Linked DNA regions of Mus musculus: region 1 is linked to region 2. Evidence: chromatin contacts called from public HiChIP or PLAC-seq data. All regions are on one chromosome and are shown on one strand. The core of a region is the stretch at or near the end of the contact, and the rest is flanking DNA. Distances in the headings are between cores, read along the strand shown.

Evidence for each region. HiChIP or PLAC-seq counts read pairs in DNA pulled down with a chosen protein or histone mark.
Region 1: a contact with region 2 is called in an H3K27ac HiChIP or PLAC-seq map of neural progenitor cells, with 176 times the contacts expected there. The contact joins two enhancer-like sites. A contact is called at or near these places in 1 of 484 Hi-C or Micro-C datasets (embryonic fibroblasts) and 2 of 115 datasets of contacts at active chromatin or transcription factors (embryonic stem cells and neural progenitor cells).

What each region holds. Positions count from the first base shown.
Region 1 is chr2:78,538,215-78,541,863 of GRCm38.p6, forward strand. No RefSeq gene overlaps it. Among named protein-coding and RNA genes, the nearest start is that of Gm46750, 150 kb to the left of the region's middle. Within about 2 kb of position 1,822, at least 43 of the 459 cell types and tissues checked have an H3K27ac peak or open chromatin away from gene starts, as enhancers often do. A contact at or near this core is called in neural progenitor cells, where this site is marked.
Region 2 is chr2:78,187,408-78,191,264 of GRCm38.p6, forward strand. 4930440I19Rik (RIKEN cDNA 4930440I19 gene) reads left to right here. Exons shown (of 7, transcript NR_108098.1): 6 at 530-711. Among named protein-coding and RNA genes, the nearest start is that of Gm14461, 48 kb to the right of the region's middle. Within about 2 kb of position 2,329, at least 25 of the 459 cell types and tissues checked have an H3K27ac peak or open chromatin away from gene starts, as enhancers often do. A contact at or near this core is called in neural progenitor cells, where this site is marked.

The DNA of each region.
Region 1 (3,649 bases), core at 572-3,071, 350 kb after region 2:
ATAATAATAATAATAATAATAATAATTATTATTATTATTACTATTACTATTTACACATAGGGCCATACTGTGTAGCTCAGGCTGTATTCAAGTTTGAGTCTCCTGTCCCAAGTTCCTAAGTGCTGGGATTACATGCAAATGCCAGCACATCTAACTTAATCTTCAGCCTTTTCCAAAACTTGCATGTTTACAAATTGACATGAAATAAAGGACACTATCTATTCATCAGAGAAGTGTATTCTGTGAATAATAAAAATGCTGGGCTTGGGAATAACTACTACCTCATCTACTTTGAAGGATTCTTGGGACTGAGGTTGTACTGAGTACCTCTGCAAACAACTTGAATGGAATTTGTTCTGGGAGATTCTTAACTGTATGAGAATCTCTGATGAGCATGACCTATGAATAAAAAAAGAGCCTCTGGCCAGTGAGATAAGACAGGAAATAGGAGGCAGAACACTGGCAGGAAGAGAGAGGATTCTGGAAGAGAGCCAGATGAGGGGAATTTGCTGTGAAGATGAACACAAGTTGAACACATTGTAACTGAGCACAGGTAACCAGCCACACTGTAGACTGTAGCCTAGAATAAATGGGATATTGTAAGTTATATCTAGTCAGAGAAGAGCCTAGCTGTATGGTCAAGGGGTGGGTAAATACAGTTTGAGTCTCAGTATTATTGCTGGGAGTCTGGGGCTGAGATAAAGAATCGGGGCTTAACTTGAACACTTCACTGTCTAAACTCCCTCGTTTTAAGCAAGAATGTGCTTCTTTATTTCATTATCGCTCTTCGAAAAGTTCAAACATATTTTAAGACTTGAACGTCCTGTAGTCAATAATGAATGGTTCCATTGATAGCCATCATATAGAAGTTGTGATGCGCTTGGTCACTGCATGTGTCACAGTTCTGTCCACCTCACAGTGACAAGGGTCCTTGGGAATTTTATATTCTGCATTGCAGGTGCAACTGTCTTTAAAAATAAGTCTGTTCCTTGATTATGTGACTTTCTCAGAGAAACAAGGAAGTCTACACACAAACTTAGTAAGTGTCACCTGGATACTATAAAGAGGAAATACTGATTAAAGAATTCAAAGCCAGGCACTAGAATTAGAGTTAACAGACATACATCCCTAGAATATAAAGTCAAATTTGGATTAAGTTCAATTGAAGAAATCACTATTGAAATTTCTTACGGACACTTTAATCTTCTTCTAAATTAAATCAGTCATTCATGAGGGGAAACCTCTGAGACAGCAGTCGCATCTGGTCGGTAGGCAGGGCTCACGACTTACAAAGTGCGGTTTGTTTTACCGAAATACGCTGTCTTCCAAACTAGCTAATTTTCTTTTAGTCTAGATTTAGAAATATAAATTTAATGTTTTTTAATAATTTGCATAAAATATTTAGTCCATACATATTTTGGATCATTTATTATTTATGTATTTATAGACACAAAACCCTTTCATATGTTGGGTAAATGTTCTGCCACTGGGCTACGTTGCCAACCCTAACTTGTGGGTTTGTAATGCAGTCAACTTTAAAACTGTTACCAAATAGGATTAGCTTAACTTTCCTGAGTCATGAGGAAAAAATTTCCCCAAGATATGTCAAATTTGACTGGCTAACCCAGACTCTAATTATAGCAGCACAGAAACTTACTTTGCATCTACACGTGAAATCCATGAATTCAGAAAGGTCAAAGACTCGAGGCTCACTTATAAGCATTCATTTTTACCATTACCAGCATATAAGCAGATAGAATGTCTCTTTTCTCTATTCTGCTCTTACTGTCAAGCCACAAATCCAGCCATGCCAAAGTACTTCCAGATTCCCCGAAGGACTTGCTGGCTCCTTTCCCAACACTAACTTTCCCATGGCTTTGCTACTTAGAATGGTCTTTGTTTTCTTCTTACATCAGGCCTCCGAGTATTTCAAGGACATTGGCTGTGTCCTCTACAGAGATTCCTCCCTGAGTCCTCTGGTGTGTGTAGGTGACATCTTTCCCCTCTCTCAGGACCCTACAGCTCTCACCATCCTGGACCTGAGTGATTTATTTCTTGTCTGCTTGGGAGCAGGGACTGTGTCATTTATCTCACCTTTGGTGGCATGCAGTGATTAATCAGTGAATGTTTACTGAAGGGATGGATACCTTTTCACTTGAAAGCTACTCTTGGCTTTCATTTTATTCGGAGTTGATTTTATCAACACGAATGGGATAAATGGTTACTCTCACCTTTTCACAGCTGGAAAGCTTACTGGGGACATGGACAAATGGTTTGCATTCCTGCCCCTCATTCACCTCGTGTGATCATTTCATGTGACCCTGGCAATGGTTGCTTCACAAACAAGGACCCTGTCATTATCCTGGCACTAGAGATGCAAACAAATAACATCTTTGTTTTCAAAGAGATGAGGTCTGAGCTGAAATGAGCAGTAAAACAAATCATCTGTGTTCCAATGAAAGAGCAGTCACTGGTCATACACAGTGAAAGAATGGGAGGGCGAATGTTAGGCCCTATTGTAGGGAGGTCAGGAACGCTCAGTGGATGAAAGAATTAGTAATTCCTGATAGCAGAAAGAACCTATGCACTGAAGGGTAAAATATAACTAACTGTGGCTTCACTGAGAGTCAGAGTGTGGTTCCAGCCCAGGTAGATGATACCTTGAGAACTTGGAATAGTGGTTTCTCTCTTGTAGAATTTTATCCAGGGCACTATAATTTTAATGAGGGTATTTGGTTTGGTAACAATTTAGTATTTTAATACCACAATTTGGAAATATGTTCTTATTGCAAGTATTTGTAGTGAGAAGCTAGTCTGTCCATTATTAAAGCTTCTTTTTTTGCTGTTGATGAATGATCCGAGTCCAAATCATGAACTGACTGTAGTCGCTGGAAGGCTTGACATCAGGATCCACCCATATGACAACAAGCTCCATCCATCTCTCTCCAGTTATAGCGAAAGCAACGTATAAACGATAAAGGCAGCCCCCGGGGTATATACTGTCCACTCCTATACATGTGTCCAATCTGTCCATGGTAAACAATGTGGTATGAGGTCAATGGAGAGGGACTTGGTATATCTTGATTATGCTGTTAATTAAACTTCAGACTTTGGACAAAAGGTAGTGTTTATAAAGCAAATACAATATCAAACAGAAAAAAACAGGGTACCAAGGCAATGTGGAAGTAATAACTTCCCAAGCCATGTGTTTCATCCTCAGACACTTGTGAGCACTCAGAACATCACAGATGCTGCCCAAGTTTTTACTGAATGAGCATTTCAGAGGTTGCTGCCATTCGGGGATCACAGAAGTCAAGCTATGGTGAAGTGGGTTTAATAAGAAGTGACCTAGTTGTGGCTTAGAGCCACCAGGCTAGGGAGGAAGGGAGTACAGACGTGATCCCACATCATCCCAAGGACACTGAGTGATCCTGCAGTGGCTTCCCCCTCAGAAACCATTGTTCTTCCTGGGAATTACATAGCTATTCATGAGAGGATTCTTCTCCACTGGGGAAGAGTGTATACAGCACGCACATGTTGACAGTGCTCTGGCACGCCGTCGCACATAATAACCCCTTCATGGTCTCTGAGTTAACAATCCGTTTTACCGACAAAACAAGATTCCGCGTTTGCTTATGATTATGTGTTA
Region 2 (3,857 bases), core at 1,079-3,578:
TTATGAGATGTAAGCACACTCCTGGCTGTTAGCTTCATGAATCCTAAATTGAAAGTTACACTTAGGAGTCAGAAAAAAAGATTGAAATGTCAGTAATATTTTTTGATAAAGATAGATGGGAAGATATGGCTTACACTTGAATCTCAAATGGGTTTCTTCTCATTGTACCTCTTGAATTATATTGCATTCTTCAGCAGCAGGAGCAATAGCTGGCAAGCTATGAATCTCACTGCCCCATACTTCTATAGTGTAAAGCATTCAGCCAGGCTTGTAAGCCGACAATAATAAATATAAAATTCATAAATCATATAGGTGAACGCTCATGGGAACAATGGCCTTTACTTCATCCCCCCCTCTCTATTTCCAGTTAGAAGTTTATCAGGATCTGGGAGGTTCAGATTTGATGACGGTGGGTGGATCCAAAAATGTCTAAGAGAATGAGAGAATATTTTGTTTGTTTATTTGTTTGTTTGTTTTAAGATTCACAATGGATGCAGGAGATGGCAAGTTGTTTCTCCCTCCCTAACAGGTGACAATACAAAGGACAAAGGGCAAGGAATACAGACGGAGAAGCCGCTTAGAGTCTAGGATGGCAGAGGTTCTCTTGATCATTTCATTTTTGAGCGCTTGTAGAGCTTTGGTGTACCAGAGGTGCTTGAACAGCTTACCACACCACAGATGAATGGCCTTTGGATTTCTCCTAAGAAAATGGTAAGGTTGCTTCTGGGAATGTGGTGACTACATGGTATGTAGAGTGCCTGGGGGGTGGGGAACAGTACACCATTGTGGCATGAATGGACTCAAAGCTCCCACAAACTGTAGAATATAAGGGTTGTGTGCAGGATGCCTTCTGTTTGACCTAACAAACCTGTTCTTTTCATTTGTATCTTACCCTGAGCTCTCTTTTGTCATTTGACTTACTGTTGTATTTGGTCAGTGGAGACCCACGATGAGCTAGGGGCTGCTTCCTCTCTGGTTATCTTGGCCTGGCTCTGGCCCTTGAAAAGGCAAGGAAGATTCTGATGTTCCAGATTCTGGTAGCTGTTGTATTTCTACTTCTGTGCATGTTGTTTGTCACCCTTGACTATACCATTATCAGGTAAAACATTTTGCACCGTGACTTTGAATTATCATTTTTTGAGGGTGCCTTCTCTGATACTTAGTGATATAAGGTGTGTGTGTACGTGTGTGTGTGTTTCTTACCTCACAGATTCCTCTGATCCACAATCCTTCCTTTATTTTTGTTTTCAATCACTGTGACTTAGGAAGGAGTGTCTGTCCTTTTTCAGATCCTAGAGTGGGCCAGGAGGTAACTTGGCATTATTGGGATGATCCTCTCTAACCACAGTCCAGCGAAGAGAATTTTGGTTTTTGAACTAATTTTGTTCAGTGCTACTCAGCTCCCAGACCACACTCACTTGAACAAGGGGCTGCCTTTTCCCTGTAAGTGCTATGCTGGTGCGGCAAAGGCAAGGGGCTCCCTGTGACCTTGCTCATCACGTAAGGGATCGTGCCAGGACTGATGCAATTTTAGATTTACAAAGGTTCAGTCATAAAATGATGTGTATTTGTGGAATTGCTTCAAGACTGTCATCTCTTATATTCTTGCCATAGCTCTATGGTCTAACTTACTGTGTCTTGGATTAAAAAGATGTTAAACTAAATCATGTCATAAGATGTTTGAGGTATAGAAACCAATAGAGTAAGTGAATAGAGTTAGAGCATTATTTTGGGAGCAGGTTAACAAGAAAGCATTAAAAAGGACCCAGGACCTCTGTGCCTTATGGACTGTGATGTGTTCTCATTGCTTAGTAACATTCATTAGATGGCAGAGAGATGGAGAGAGGTATTCAATGGTACACGGTTTGTTAGCATCTTTAAATGCACTTTCCAATTCACTAAAAAGTAACACTTTTAAAATATATTATCACCTGTCATGTGGAATAAAGGAAGAATTCATTCATTTAAAGTGGCTCAAAACTTCTTAGCTTGTATTTATAAATCCTGACAAATATAAAGAAGATTCAAACAAACAAACAAACAAACAAACAATAAAACAACAGTGGTTAAGAAAACAATGTACTAGCTCGTAGATTTAAGATATATTTTAGCATCTCCAGACATGTTTCAAAGCAAACAGGAAAGTTACCTACAGCTTCTTGTCAAAGCATGCGCCTTAATTACTCCTTTGATTTGAAGCAGTTTATTTGCAGTGTCTTCCCCTGCTTCTTCTCTGCTGCTCAAGCTGCCCTGGGAAGGATCCGGGCTCCCCCAGGTGCTGGCAATCACTATAGAATGACTTCATAGTCCTGACCTCCCCACCCCCATGCCAGCAGCTGGCCTCAGCAGCTGCTCATGGTTACTGGCAGAGTCATTTCATTCATGCTCTGGGACAGCTGCTTGGGGTGGTGGCAAGTGTTTCTTTGGCTGTGGACAAAGGCCAGGTTCTACCTGCAGCTGCTTCAGAGATCTTCTAGATTTTCCACAGCTGGACAGGAGTACAGAGCTCAGACAGCCCCTTGCTCTTGCATCTGCCACTTAAGGGATCTCATGAAAGTCCTGATTCAATTACCATACCCTTGTCATCTGCCTAACTGATAGTGTGCAGTAGATACTGGAAAATTCAGGCAGTGAGCTTATTTAGTTTATTACTCTTCCTTTGAATGTAATGACTGTATTTAATGAGATTTCTGTACAATTCAAAGTAACGTGGAAGAATTGGCCTCTAAATTTAACTGCTTGGTCTGGTGGTTTCTGGCTTTGGCTACTCATTGCAACACTGGAAGCTGAAGCAATGCAAATGCCAAAGCTCACACTTAGAGATTCTGATTTTGATGGTTCAGGGAAGGTGGCAGCCTGAGCAACAGGATGCTACAAAGCTGCCCGGTGATATCTCTCTTAATCCACAGGTAAGAATCACTATCCCAGTTTGATCAGTGGCTAGGGTATAGCCTAGAATTAGGGCAGGTCTAGAGGCTCCATCTGTCAGCACTGGCCTTGGGGTATGCACTTTTGGATTCTACTTGGTGAGTTTCATTATCGTATCTTTAGCACCAGGTTTCATACCACAAATTTTGCCTCCCTGTTTGCCCCTGCCTTAGAAGGTGAAATTTTGCTTTTCTGATACTACCAAAGGTTGGCAAGAGGATACAGGAGACAGACCCTTGGTTGCTAGAATACAAAGTTTCTGTAGGCTTAGTTCACAGGGAGCTTCCTGGTGGCAAGAACCATAGGGCTCTGTGTAGCCTCGAGTTTCATCATGCTGGACCTAGTTCAGATCGCCTTCCCTCTTCCTAGTCCAAGCAGAAGAAGAAATCTTTCTCTAAGCTTTGTTGTTTGGATTTGAGAGACGGAGAGAACATTTTTCTTTCTGTATTTTTCAACATTATTAAAAACCTCACACTGTGGTCTCTTCCCCGACTCCTTTGGCTAATGGTCTCTGCGGACAGATGTTCACAGAAGTGTCCAGTTTTTGTCCCTTCTGATGTTTTAATTCTTTTCTTAATTTGTTATTGTTCCTGCCCACTGTGGCTTGCCTCCATTTAGGAAAAACCTTGAGGAGATGAGAAACTAAGACAAACACCAGCTCTCTTATTATATCCATTTCAAAATGATGTTCTATTCTGGTAGGTTATGATTCTTAGAAAAATTGAAAGGCTTAAGTAATTAAAAATGCCCTTCCATGGAGGCAAAGCAGGAAGGATAACTCAGAGGAGGCCTCTTGCTCACCTACTGTAATTTGGAGAAATTAAACAATAAATGAAAATGTCTGTGATGTTATGAAGAAATCAGAAAGTCTAATAAACAAATAAAGCTTGCAATTAGGAGTAGTAAAAAGTAATTAGCAGGCAATGTTC